Linked DNA regions of Sus scrofa: region 1 is linked to region 2. The links are chromatin contacts, called in public promoter capture Hi-C maps. All regions are on one chromosome and are shown on one strand. Each heading gives the region's core, a stretch centred on a gene start, on an enhancer-like site or on the middle of the called end of the contact. The rest is flanking DNA. Distances are from core to core; before and after follow the strand shown.

Region 1 (7,487 bases), core at 2,458-4,957, 74 kb after region 2:
TGGCAGGTGTCCAACTTCATTTTTTATGCATGTGGCTATCCAGTTGTCTTAGCACCGTTTATTGAAAAGACTGTTTCTCCTCATTGAATTTTCTTGGCGTTCTAATTGAAAATTAATTGTCCAGGAGTTCCCGTCGTGGCGCAGTGGTTAACGAATCTGATAGGAACCATGAGGTTGCGGATTCCGTCCCTGCCCTTGCTCAGTGGGTTAACGATCCGGCGTTGCCGTGAGCTGTGGTGTAGGTCGCAGACGCGGCTCGGATCCCTCTTTGCTGTGGCTCCTGGCGTAGGCCGGTGGCTACAGCTCTGATTCGACCCCTAGCCTGGGAACCTCCATATGCCGCGGGAGCGGCCCAAGAAATAGCAAAAAAGACAAAAAAAAAAAAAAAAAAAAAAAAAGAAAGAAAGAAAGAAAATTAATTGTCCATAAATGTATGGGTTTACTTCTGGACTCTCATTTCTGTTCTATTGAGCCATATGTCTAGCCTATGCCAGAACCACAGTCTGGATTACTGTAGCCTTGCAGTATCTTGGGAAATGGGGAAGAGTTAGTCTTTCAACATTGTTCTTTTTCAAACCCCTTGCATTTCCATTTGAATTTTTGAATCAGATTGACAATTTATGCAAAAAGAAAAAGAAAAAAGTCAGCTAAGATTTTGAAATATTGTGTTGACTTTGTAGACCAATTTGGAGGGTATTGTGAGATTTTTTTGTTGTTGTTGTCTTTCTGTCTTTCCTAGGGCCGTACCTATGGCATATGGAGGTTCCCAGGCTAAGGGGCTAATTGAAGCTGTAGCTGCCGGCCTACACCACAGACACAGCAACCCCAGATCCAAGCTGCATCTGCGACCTACACCACAGCTCACAGCAACAGCGGATCCTTAACCCATTGAGTGAGGCCAGGGATCGAACCTGAAACCTCATGGTTCCTAGCCAGATTAGTTAACCACAGAGCCATGACGGGAACTCCCTATTGTGAGACCTTAAGATTAATTCCTCCAACCTACGAACATAGGTGTCTTTCCATTTATGTGGGTCTTTAATTTCTTTCAATAATATTTTTGTAATTTTTGTGTACAACTCTTGCACCTCTTTTTTATATTTTGTTAAATTCCCTGGTGTTTCATTCCTTTTGATGTTATTGCCTAAGAATTTTTAACATAGATGGGCTCTTATTATATAGGAACTATTTTGTACCTGTTTTTTCATTTTAGTCATAGACATTTCCACCAAGTTAATAAGACTCTTTAAACTTCATTTTTTTTTCTTTTCTTTTTTGGTAGCCCCGAGGCATATGGAGTTTCCGGGCCAGGGATCAGATCGGAACAGGAGTTGTGACTTAAGCCACAGCTTCGGCAATGCCAGATCCTTAACCCACTATGCCAGCAGGGAATGGAACAGGCATCCCAGCACTCCCAAGATGCCACAGATCCTGTTGTGCCACAGCAAAAACTCCTAAATTTCATTTTGTAAGGCTACATATTAGTGCATTGCATGGTCACACTATAATTTATTTAGCCAGTCTCCTGTTGTGGGATATTTAAATTCTTCATAATTTTTCCACTTTGTAAATATTACTGCAGTAACTATTTCTATTGGTCTTGCTATGTCTGCACGTCAGAGTATTTCCTTTTAAGTAGTCGTGTCGTGATGACTTTTACTTCTCACAACTTTTGTGAGGAGTGTGAGACTCTCTGAAATTCTGAACTCCTTGAGGCCCATTTCTTCTTTCGCCATCCCACAGAGACCCCAGAGACAGGTCTGCAGCCTCAGGGAGACTCCTTCAGGAAGCTCCCAGGGGCCCTGGCTTGGGTCAGGGGCTTCTCATCTTACCCTACAGCAGTGTGTCCTGACCTTGCCACAACTCTCCTAAGCCAGTGATATAAATGCTGGGAACTTGTTATACCCACACAAGATGCTGAGGCCCATCAGGAAAAGGGCTGCACCCCTAGCCCTTGGTCTACAGACAACCCTTTATTTATTTAGTTATTGCTTTTTAGGGCCACACGTGCCACATACGGAAGTTCCTAGGCTAGGGGTCAAATCAGAGCTGCAGCTGCCGGCCTACCCCACAGCCACAGCCACGCGGGATCTGAGCTGGGTCTGCAACCTACACCACAGCTCACCACAAGCTGGGTGCTTAACCCACGGAGCAAGGCCAGGGATTGAACTCACATACTAGTCGGGTTCCTTACAGCTGAGCCACAATGGGAACTCCCCCAAGTAGCATATTATTTATTTATTTTGTCATCTTAGGGCCACACCCATGGCATATGGTGGCTCCCAGGCTAGGGTTCACATCAGAGCTATAGCTGCCAGCCTACAGCACAGCCATAGCAAGGCAGGATCCAAGCTGTGTCTGCAACCTACACCACAGCTCATGGCAACGCCAGGTCCATAACCAGGGATCCAACCCATGTCCTCATGGATACTAGTCGGGTTAGTTTGTTCTGCATCACAACAGAGAAACTCCCACAAGTAGCATATTTTGAAAGTAAAATTAGGAGTTCCCGTTGTGGAACAGCGGAAATGAATCTGACTAGGAACCATGAGGTTGTGCTTAGATCCCTGGCCTTGCTCAGTGGGTTAAGGATCTGGCGTTGCCTTGAGCTGTGGTGTAGGCTGCAGATACTGCTCGAATCCTGTGTTGCTGTGGCTGGGGCATGGGCTGGCAGCTACAGCTCTGATTAGACCTCTAGCCTTGGAACCTCCATATGCCCTGGGTGCAGCCCTAAAAAAACAAAAAAAAAACCAAAAAAAAAAAAAGGACCAAAGAAAAAAAAAAGTAAAATTAGTTTTTATGGAAAAAAATCTTATGGGGATGAGGGAGTATGAAAGACTGAGCAATTATTACAAGGTTTTACTAGGAAATAGCCTTTGAAGTTCTGGGGGGGGTGGAGGTGGGGCAGGAGCACTAAGTTACTGTGAATTAATGAAAACGAGGGATTCTTCTTTTCAGATTTTATTCTTGGGTGGCTTAGTTAAGCCTTGGAACAGTCTGTGGTAATGAGAGCGTGTGCAGCCTCTCTTGTTGATTTCCTGGCAGTAGGTTCTTTCCCTCCTCTGATCAAGGGATCCTCATACTTGACAAGGCAAGTCCAAACACCTCAGCCTGGTATGGATTCCAGGATCCTGCCTCTCTTTTCAGTCCCACTCGTGGTCCCAACTTTGCTTGGGCTATACTAGGTGCTCCCCGAAGTTAGGGCTCGAGTCTTATGCATCTTTGAATCACTGGTACCAAAGGGGCAGGTCCTGGCATACGGTGGTGAGTCAAAACGTGATAAACCTACTGAAACTTCTCTTCTCTAGGATTTTATAAATAACTGTTTTCCCACAGGCTGAGTATTCATCCCCCCAAACCACCTCAGAGGTACTACCTCCTCTGCCTCTACGAACCTCTCAGGCCACTCTCGGTGCTTCCCCCTAAAGTTTTCCTTCCTCCTATTTGTGTCTGGGACGAGACGGTGTCAGACGGAAGGATCAGGATCCCAAGTGAGCCGGTTAGGGGTGAAGTCCCGTGGCCGCTCAGGGCCTACAGGGAAGAAGCAGGACACCTCCCAAATCTCTAGAACTGGGCGCGCTCTGGGGCTGAGTTTCTATGACAACCATACAAGTACGTGGGCCACGCAAAAGTACTTTCCGGAGGACCACGGCGACTTTGCTTCCCGCGAGCATCTCTATGGTTTCCACCGCCTAGAAGGACTGAAACGCACTTCCGGGAAGATGGCGGCGCGCAAGATGTCGCTGGCATGTGTTTTTGCGGAGAGGACCTTGCAAATGACGGTAAGGAGCTGTAGTCCCCCAGACGGTGGCTGTCGGAGCCCGGGCTCAGAAGCAAATGTGAGAGCAGGAAAGTAGTTTCACCAAAGCGAAACTGCGGTAGGAGGGCTAGAATTTAGATCTCAAGAGGAAGGAGGTCTAGGGAAACGGTAGCTGGCTGTTTGGATCTGCTCTAAAAATTGTGGACCTGGGCCCCTTCTCCAGAAAACTCAGGTTAACTGGAGAGAAAACAGTTCCTGAACGTGCAGTCGCTGCCTTCACAAAGACTGCGGCGCAGAGCCTGGGATCTAGTTGCTTTTGTCCACAGTTATCCATTCTGTTAAGGCAGTTTCCACCTGTGTCCTTCAGTTCAGCGAATAACGACGGAACGCATTCTCTGTTCTCGGAGCTGCATTAGAAGCACCGGGGTTGGGGAGTAAAACCAGGGCATATAGTTTCGAATTACTGTGAAGAGGGACAAGCTGTGGTAAAGTCCTACAGTGTAAAGCACTAATGGCTGTCAGACTGAGGACCCTAGTGATTAAGAATGTCAGTTCTGGGATGCCTGAGATCTTAAATCTGCTACTTACCAGCTGTTTCATTTGGACAAGTAATGAAACGTCTCAATGCCTTTTCCTCATTTGGAAATGAAGGTAAAAATGCCTCCTCATAGGGTTGTTGAAATGAGGTAATGTGTGTGAAGCTGGCATTGAATGAATGCTGAAATGTTAGTTGTTGTTGAATCTGCGGCCTGATGGAAATAACTTCTGAGAAGAGGCAGAGCCTCGAGGTGGCCTTAAAGACCTCAGTGTTTGAACTTGAATTCTCTTGCAGTATCAAGAAGCAAGATAGGGCCATTTCTTCACTCAGTGTTTTTCTGTTGGGACTCTCAAGATCTCATTTAGGTTTTCAGGTAACCATCCTTCACAGTAGAAATATGAACAGACATGTGAGTCATCCTAAATTTGCTCCTCTTCCTATCTAACCAGACTGGTCATCATTCTTAGGCCTAATACGGAATATTTGGGAGGAGTGACTTAACGATGTGTCTGATTTCCCCCCACCCCCCCAAACTAGGATACTTCCTAGACCTTCTTAAACACAAATGAAAGTTTTGGCCTTTGGAGTTGTCATTTGGGGAGGCTAGAGGATTACTCCAGTAGTGCCATTAATTGGCTTTAAAAATGGTCTGCAATGCTTGTAATAAATGATCTTAACACAACTTCATTTAAGTGACTCAGGTCAGCAGTGATAGTCTTTAGTTTTTGTTTCTTGTTTCTGTTTTCCTTTTTCAGCCACAGCTGTGGCATATGGAAGTTCCCTGGGCCAGGAACAGAATCTGAGCTGCAACTGCAACCTATGTCACAGCTGTGGCAAGCCAGATCCTTAATCCACTGTGTCAGGCCAGAGTCTTCTGCCAAGAGTGCGGACCTAAAAAGACAAAAAAAAAAAAAAGCCCTAGCACAGCCTGGCATGTAGTGAGATCTCCATAAATTTAGGTGTTATTATTAATACTAATCCTCCTTGATTTTCAACATGATGATATTAACCTCTCTGTGGTCAGACAGGGAGCACTCAAGGACCAGGCCTCCTTCCTCTGTTTCTGCTTCCAGGAAGAATTTTTTTTTTTCAGGGCTGCACCCACGGCATGTGGAGGTTCCCAGGTTAGCGGTCTAATCGGAGCTACAATTGCCGGCCTACACCACAGCCACAGCAACGCAGCATCCGAGCTGTGTCTGCACCCATACACCACAGCTCATGGCAATGCCAGATCCTTAACCCACTGAGCGAGGCCAGGGATCAAACCTGCAACCTCATGGTCCCTAGTCGGATTTGTTTCTGCTGCATGGCAATGGAAACTCTGCAAGAAAGAATTCTTATAAGAGCAGTCAGGATGGATTTTTTGCAGGATTTGAGCACTTTTTCCTTTCCTCTTAAAGGGATGACTGTGAACTCCTCTTCTCTGGTGAGGGGCTGAGGACAGTGACTCTTTTCTCACCATGAGTGTCACCCCAGAGGTCAAGAGTCGTGGGATGAAGTTTGCTGAGGAGCAGCTGCTAAAGCATGGATGGACTCAAGGTGATCCCCACAGGCCCCTTCCACGTACCCCCAAGCCTCTGCCTGGGGAAGAGGGATCCTTCTGGGTTAACCCTATGTAGTCCTTTCAACTGCAGGAGGAAAAGTTAGTTTAAAGGGAAATTTGTGAAGAAAGTTGCTGGCTTTTCCAGAAAAGGAAAGAATGGGAGAAAGAAGTGGGAGGACTGGGAGGGGGAGGAAGAAACATGACCTCTGTCCTGAAAGAATTATGAAGGAAGGATAGTTCAGGCTGGAAGACAGGAGGGCTGCATGGAGAGGTGCTGGAAAGAATGAAACTGGGAGGGCTTCTGAGAGCGCGGGGGCTTTCCTAGTGCCAGGTGTGTGGATGGCAAGGATCCGCCATGTGCTGGGGTGAGGGCTTGGGGTGTTCAAATCATTCACTGTCTTCCGTAGGCAAAGGCCTGGGCCGGAAGGAGAACGGTATCACCCAGGCCCTCAGGGTGACACTGAAGCAGGACACTCATGGGGTAAGCCTGGGCTGGCTGGGGGAGGTCAGTGCAGATGGGAGAGGGGGGTCTTGAGGCCAGGGGAGGGACGGGAATAACACGTCCTGGGTTCATTCATACTTCGTCCTCCGGCAGGTGGGACACGACCCTGCCAAGGAGTTCACAAACCACTGGTGGAATGAGCTCTTCAACAAGACAGCAGCCAGCTTGGTAGTGGAAACAGGACGGGTATGAGCTCTAATAGATGGGGGCCTGGGATGCATGGGGGTGAGGGAGACACGGCCCATCACCTGCTCACAGGTACTTCCCCACAGGATGGAGTCCAGATCAGGCACCTGGCTAAGGAGACCACCCGTCATAATCAGCCCAAGCCCAACCTGCTGTATCAAAAGTTTGTGAAGGTATCAGAGGTGGGAGTGAGAGGCCCCATCCTTTTTTCCTACCCTGGTCTCCCCTGGGGCCGGAACAGTTTGCCTCGAATGCACTACCTGTTCTCAAGACTGTCCTGACAGTGAGATCCTGTGACCAGCCTTGCTGTCACTTACCTAGATGGCCCAGACCCTCAGCAAGAATTGAAATCCTCAGGTTGCATGGATCCCTATCATCCGCTGAGGGGCAGCGGCAGGGAGTGGGAGGTGGGGACAGTCAGGAGGGGCAGAGCAGGGCAGGGAGGGGATGTCCAATTCAAAGGACCTAGAAGCCTGGGGAGACCTGAGAGAGTATCTGATCTGACCCATCGTCCTTATGTTGCAGATGTGGCCAACAGGGAGGAAAGTGGTTTGCGTAGAGCCCACAGCTGGCTGTTGTGGCAGACAGGCCAGACCCCTGGCGTTCAGACTGCCTTTCCTAGCATGCGCATAGAAGGGAGCTGATGTTTACCCATCCTCTGTTACGTGCTAGGGCTCCACATGTTACCTGGAAAATCTCTCCCATTCATCTCCAGGCCATCTTCTACCCAGGTTCATCATCTGCCCAGGTTCTTTCACAGCCTCACACAGAAGCAGATTTCCCATGCTCGTCTCACTCCCCGCCCAATCAGTTCATCCTCCACAAAGCATCCAGAGCGTTCGCTCTAAAACACACATTTCATGGTGTCACTGGCTCCTCCTTGACTGACCTGGGATGACATTCCTGAGGCCTCTGACCAGCTCATAGGGCCCTTCAAGCCTTCTCCCCTAGCCTGTCT
Region 2 (7,003 bases), core at 3,350-5,849:
TTGATTGAAGTTAAAACCTTTCCACAGGCTCCTCACTGCCCGGAGGGCAAAGGTCCAAACCAAACCACCCTGCCGCCTCCTTTGTCCCCCACCCCCATCATGCTATGTGGATTGCACCCTACCAGCCCACCGCCTCCCCGTGCACGGGCTATGGGTTAGTCATTTTTGATTCCTTTGCAACATTTATCTAATGCCTATCATGCCCCTGGCACTTAATAGGTGATTTATAAATCCTATTTGAATAAATGAATGAGGAACCAAGACCCAGAGGGGTGAACTGACAAGTCCAAGGTTGCACAGAGAGTCAGGGCACTTTGTTCAATGTTTTTCCAATCTTACTTGCCATCCCTCAACCCCTCCCCCAGGATGGAGAACGGGGGAGGAGGAGGCCATCTGCCCTGCTGTGGACCTGAGGAAAAGAAGACTACAAAGCCAGTCCTAGCATCCCTCCAGTTGGAAAAGGGGGAAATGAAGAGAGAAGGAGCATTTCTGCCTCCCAGCACCAGCTCCAGCTCCAAGTCTCCCTCACGTGGCTATGGAAAGGCAGGACAGAAAGGCAGGGTCCAGCCCGCATCCCAAGCTCTCAGGCCAAAGCCCGGCTTCCCGGGAGGGGTCCCTGGGCCCGCTCTCTGCTCGGCTGATCACCTCCTCAGTACCGCTCTCCCTGTCTCTACTTCTCCAGATCTCTTGGTATAGAGCTTCTCAAAGTTGTCATTCCTCCTACCATCTGGTCTCCCGCCTGCTCACTTTCCCCTTCCCATCTCTTTTTTTATTGCCAAAAGACTGGGGAGGCATTCCTCCTGTGGTGCAACAGGATTGGTGGCATCTTGGGATCATTGGGACTCAGGTCCAATTCCCCAGCCCTGCTGGGTTAGGGATCTGATGTTGCCATTGCTGTGGCTTAGGTTGCACCTGCAGCTTGGATCTGATTCCTGGCACTGGACCTCCATATGCCATGGGGTGGCCAAAAAGGGGGGAGAAAAAAAGACTGGGGACTCCTTGCTGAGGTTACCATTGGCCACACACATCCAGCAGGACCCATCTAGTTGGGTAGTGGAGGGAAGAGAGAAGAGGGACAGGGAGATACAAAGGAGGGGCCAGGTTAGGGATGGGGCAAGAGTGACTTCCTGCCATGGCCCTAGTCTCTGCGTTATGAGGCCAAGAATTGGGAGAGGGGAGGTAATGGAAAAGAAGCAGTTCTCTATCTCTCTGTCCACTGCCTGCAATGACATTCTGTTGTGTCTCCCTTTCCTGTCCCTTAAGGACATTTTGGCAGACCCCCTCTGAGGCTTCCTTCTCTTCTGTAGGATGGAGGAGACAGAGATGGGTACCCCTTACCCAGCGCTACAGTAAGCCTCCCTCAGATGCAGACCTCCCTTGGGGAGGGGTGGTGATGCCCAAAGCTTGCTGTCCTATAGGGGCTCCTTTCACAGAGTCCTCTTGACACAAGGAATCTGACCTGTCCCTCCCTCTATTCCCGGCCATCCCTCTCCAGTGTCTGTGTCCCTCCTGTCTCAGTGAGGCCCAGAGGGCAGATGAGCAAGCCCCTGCCCTAAAAGCAGCTGTTCAGGAATGAGACACCGATGCGCCCTTTGGGCGGATGCCCAGCCTTGAGGCATCATCCCTGTTGAAGTCTGAGACCACTCACCTGGGAGGGTATCACCCTTCCCCTCTGAGCAGAGGAAGGGAAGCAGCAGCCTCCCCTCCAGGGATGGCCGCTCCGCATTCCAGTGGTGTCTCGGGCATCCTCCTCGCTCTCCGCTGCAGTTCTCTCCTGGGGACTGGGGCAAGGGTAAGGCCTTCAGGATGGCAGCTTTCTTTAGAATGTGTGTGATGCTCAGAGGCTGTTATTCTTAGATTCAGAACTTAGCTGTGATCCCGAGACTCAAGTAGATTCAGAAAGTCTCCATCAAACATTATTCCAAGTTCCCTCACCATCTGGCCATCTTCTCCTGGGATTAATTCCAACCCTTGAGGTCCTTCTTTTTTTTTTTTTTTTTTTGTCTTTTTGCCTTTTCTAGGGCCGCTCCCATGGCATATGGAGGTTCCCAGGCTAGGGGTCTAATTGGAGCTGTAGCCACCGGCCTATGCCACAGCCACAGCAACGCTGGATCCGAGCCTCATCTGTGACCTACACCACAGCTCACGGCAATGCCGGATCCTTAACCCACTGAGCAAGGCCAGGGATCAAACTCGCAACGTCATGGTTCCTAGTCGGATTCGTTAACCTCTGAGCCACGACAGGGACTCCTCTTTTCATCTTTTTAGGGCTGTGACCTTGGCATATGGAGCTTCCCAGGCTAGGGATCGACTGGAGCTGTAGCTGCTGGCCTACATCAGAGGCATAGGAACACCAGATCCGAGCCTTGTCTTCGACCTACACCACAGCTCACGATAATGCCAGATCCTTAACCCACTGAGAGAGGCCAGGGATTGAACCTGCATCCTCATGGATGCTAGTCAGATTCATTAACCACTGAGCCATGACAGGAACTCCTACCTGGTCTTGTTTGATCCTCAGAACCAATGCCTGGGGATGGGTAAGTATTAATCTCTTTCACCAAAAAGGTAAACTGAGGCTCAGCTGGAGAATCTCTGCAATTTGTCTAAGGTCCTTCAGCTAGAATGTGTAAGAGTCAGACCTCGTACTTCTTGCATGAGACCAGCGCCAAATGTCTCCCCTCTGGGTAAGAGTGAGGGGCCCGGAAGAGGTGCTCCTCACCCCACTGCCACTCCCCCGTCTCCAGGGGACCCCCTCAAGGCTCCCAGGACATCTCTAGTATTCGGCTTCTCTCTTCCTACAGCCAGGAAAAGAAAGAGGAGGGAGAGACCCCAAGTCAGCTCTCCTGGACACAACTCTTGGGACGCCCCTGCCCAAACCAAAGGGCAGGATTTGTGAAGCAAGGTGGGGATGGAGAAGCCTCAGTCTCCTGGTTCACGCTAAGTCTCAGTCGATCCCTCCACTCCACGCCCACTGGTCCTTCCCTTCCTCTCCACATACTAGCAGTGAACTCCAAAGCCCAGCTGGCCTGGTGGGACAGCCTCCTGGTCAGTGACCCTGCTGTACCCAGAGGACCTTCTCCATTCTCTGTGCTCCCCCAGGTCTCTGTGGACACCTCAGGTGCTAAGTATTAGGACAAAATTATTGGCGTTTTGTTTTGTTTTGTTTTGTCTTTTCAGGGCCGCACCTGTGGCATATGGAGGTTCCCAGGCTAGGGGTCTAATCAGAGCTACAGCTGCTGGCCTACACCACAGCTATAGCAACTCAGGATCTGAGCCACGTCTGTGACCTACACCACAGCTCAAGGCAATGCTGGATCCTTAACCCACTGAGCGAGGCCAGGGATCGAACCCGAAATCTCGTGGTTCCTAGCCGGATTCGTTTCCACTGTGCCATGACGAGAACTCCATGATAACCTTATCGTTGACCTCACCGCCAGACTATGAGCACCTGTCACTCTTGCCCTCATGTTACCAAACTATGAATTCTTTCAGTGCTGAGACATAAGAGGTCTCATCCAACACTTGGAGCGCTAAATTGGACTTTCATGAGCATAAATTCCTTCCCCAAAGATCCCTTCGCGCTCTCATTATCCCTGACACTCCTCTCTGAGCCTGCGCCCCTTCACTCTACAAACCCCAAATTCCACCTCCCTCACTACCCAGTTCGAGGACCTCTCTTCCTCCAGAAGCCCTTCCTAACTACTCCCGCCTTCAGGGATGTTTTGAGGATTCAGTCAGATAACGTAAATAAAATGTTTGAACGTGATTTTGCGTATTACAAACGCTCAATAAATCCGGGCTCCTTGTGCTGCTTCTACTTCCTCGTCTCGATCTAGTCTGTCAGCCACCAGGGGGCGCCCTCGACCCAAAAATTTCCGACACCGAAGACAAGGTGGGGTGTCCTTCCCTGAGAGCTGGGGGAGGCCTTCGATTACCTAGAAAGTAGGTTTGCGAACCTCAGGTTATATGACAGAAGAGTAGGACGGATGAGGGGAATAATGGGGGAAACGCTTTTGCCTGCTCTCTCCGTTTCCTGATAGAGACAGAGGAAATAGGGTGCACGTGCAAATGCATTTTTTTTTTCTTGTTTTCCAGGCAATGTCTTTCTAAACTCTCTTCGATGCTGCCTTCTTCCAGTATTTCAGGAGGATGAGCCTTTGCTATTTATGAAAAACGTCATCTATTCTTTCAGCAGTCCCATGAGAGTTCCGTTATTGTTCCCATTTTATGCATGAAGAAACTGAGGCTTAGAGGAATTCAGTAAATGATACCTCTCTTGGGTGCGCTGAGTAACTGAGACTGGCACCCCTTCCCAGGCCTGAATCCCCTGGCACTTCCTCCACAGCCTCAGTTCCGTGTATAATCTGCTTTTATCTGGGGTTATGACCCTTCCTCACTGCCTCCCACCCCAGAAAGCCACCACCATCGGATCGGATTCTCCAGGCGTGGCTTTTCCTTTGGCTCCGTTCTCCTCTCCAGCACACAGGACCAAGGGGATAGAGGCGGACGCAGTTTCTCTGAACCCTAAGGGGTTAAGGCCTGGGTCCCGCCCCTTTTCCCGCCAGCCTGGCGGGAGTATGAATAGCCTCGCTCCCACTCCCGACTCTCAGTCGCTCCGGCTGCTTCTTGCCCCGCCCCGCCATTGTCCCCATCCGTCTCCTTTTCCTTTTCGTCCTAAAAGCTTTGAGAGCTGCTGGCCCGTCTTGGTGCTCTGCGTCCCTCCACCTTCGGTGGGTCAGACGAGCAGGATGGAGGGCTGCCTGGGGGAGGAATCTTTTCAGATGTGGGAGCTCAACCGGCGCCTGGAGGCCTACCTGGCCCGGGTCAAGGCGCTAGAGGAGCAGAATGAGCTGCTCAGCGCGGAGCTCAAGGGTCTCCGGGCACAGTCCGGGGTCGCCTCCTGGAGGGCCCGTGCCGACGACGAGCTGGCGGCCCTGCGGGCCCTCGTCGACCAGCGCTGGCTGGAGAAGCACGCGGCCGAGGTGGCGCGCGACAACCTGGCTGAAGAGGTGGAGGGCGTGGCGGGCCGGTGCCAGCAGCTGCGGCTGGCCCGGGAGCGGACGTCGGAGGAGGTGGCCCGCAGCCGGCGTGTTGTCGAGGCCGAGAAATGCGCTCAGACCTGGCTGAGCACGCAGGCGGCGGAGCTGGAGCGCGAACTGGAGGCTCTGCGCGCGGCGCACGAGGAGGAGCTAGCCGGCCTGAACGCGCAGGCTGCCTGCGCCCCGCGCGGCCCCGCTCCGCCCCGAGGGCCCCCCACGCCGGCCCCCGAAGTGGAGGAGCTGGCGCGGCGTCTGGGCGAGGCGTGGCGCGGGGCTGTGCGCGGCTACCAGGAGCGCGTGGCGCACATGGAGACGTCGCTGGGCCAGGCCCGCGAGCGCCTGGGCCACGCGATGCAGGGCGCTCGCGAGGGTCGCCTGGAGCTGCAGCAGCTTCAGGCGGAGCGCAGCGGCCTCCAGGAGCGCAGGGCTGCGCTGGAGCAGAGGTTGGAGGGCCGCTGGCAGGAGCGGCTACGGGCCACTGAGCAGTTCCAGGTGAGGAAGTGAGGGCGGGGTGTGGGGAAAGCCTGAGCAAATCGAGGCTTTGAGAAGTCCCTTTGGGGTTCAGAGACCTTGGAAAGGGAGTAGGAAGTGGGGGGCGGGAGGAGATGCAGATTCAGGGGCCGGTTCTTAGAAAGCCATGATCGGTGCCACCAGCCTAGACGTTCACATCTCCGTCTAGAGTAGGGCTTGGATGAGCCGTCTCAACGCAGATCCCTGGAAGGGCAGGCAGGCCCAAGACGTTGCAGCCACCTCCTCACCGTCTGGATGGCCCCTTCCCACCCTGATGGCCTCTGGGCCCCTCCTTAGGCTCTCCTGTCACTCAGAAGATGCTCAGGACTTTCCCTCTCAACGCTGGGTCTGATGGTCTGGCCACTCAGATCTCCCAAGTTCCCAGCTGCCCTCCTCCCCCCTTGACAGGAGGGGCTGTGAGGGGCCCTGGATGAGGGGCCACCAGCCCTTCTCCCTTGTCAGGGCTTTTGGGCTCCTGAGCACATTCCAGAAGCCTGGGACAGCTGCTTCCCCTCACACTGCACAGATGGGACCAGCAGCTGAGAAAACAGCCTCCTGCCTGGGCCAGACAGAGGTCTCACCATGGCCACCTCCCCACTCCTCCTCTCCGAGGAGAAAGATTCCAGAACATGTGGGAAGTGGGGGTGGGGTGGGGGCCCCCGGTGTGGGGAGCAGGAGACAGTGACTGGGACCAGCGCTGTTTGGTTTCCAGTCCTGCGGGCTCCAGGCCTCTTGATTAATCGTTTTTCCTTCTGCTTCCACTTTCCCCCTCTCCTGCTCTCTGTAAGCCATCGCCTCTCTTCCCTCACCTCCCCCTTCCTGTGGGAGCTGAATGCTGAGCAGCATGTGCTACCATTTAATCAGCATCCTCAGAGGAGGAGCCAGGCCGTGGGAGAGGGCTGAGGGGGCCACTCTGCTCTTCTGGAGGCTCCAGAGGGGGGCAGGCAGAAATCTGATCTGCAGGGAAGTCAATCAGGGAGCAGAAGATGCTGCTGCAGCAGCCAAGGGGGACAGAGGTTAGCTGGCAGTAAGGACCCCACCACCTCACTGACTATCTTTCGGCCTTGCTCTGCAGCTGGCCGTGGAGGCCCTGGAGCAGGAGAAACAGGGCCTACAGAGCCAGATCGCCCAGGTCCTGGAAGGTCGGCAGCAGCTGGCACACCTCAAGATGTCCCTCAGCCTGGAGGTGGCCACATACAGGTACAGGTTGACCGTGACCCACCAGGCACACCGATGCACACCGACCCGCAGGGAAAGACTCCTCAGCTGAAGGGGCCCAGAGCCGCAGGTGGTGGCAGCTTTGTCACCACGAGGTCCTAGGATTTTAGGCTCCTTTTAACACCACAGTGTAAGCCCCCCTGCTCCCCTGTGGGTTCAGGACCAGATTTCCTTGCCCAGGAAATCCTCCAAGGAGAGGTGACATAGCTGAGTGGGACAGCCTCCAGAGAGAG

Evidence for each region. Promoter capture Hi-C pulls out the DNA fragments that hold promoters and counts their contacts.
Region 1: a promoter capture Hi-C map of fetal liver shows a contact between it and region 2, with 2.0 times the contacts expected there. The contact joins the promoter of GPATCH4 here to the promoter of NES in region 2. A contact is called at or near these places in 1 of 5 promoter capture datasets (fetal liver) and 3 of 47 Hi-C or Micro-C datasets (embryonic fibroblasts, heart right ventricle and skeletal muscle).

The regions. Positions count from the first base shown.
Region 1 is chr4:93,482,658-93,490,144 of Sscrofa11.1, forward strand. It overlaps GPATCH4 (G-patch domain containing 4), which reads left to right and starts at 3,708. Exons shown (of 8, transcript NM_001243353.1): 1 at 3,708-3,782; 2 at 5,699-5,837; 3 at 6,249-6,322; 4 at 6,437-6,529; 5 at 6,616-6,702. The coding sequence starts at 5,759.
Region 2 is chr4:93,408,061-93,415,063 of Sscrofa11.1, forward strand. NES (nestin) reads left to right here and starts at 4,600. Exons shown (of 4, transcript XM_005663265.3): 1 at 4,600-5,534; 2 at 6,628-6,752. The coding sequence starts at 4,752.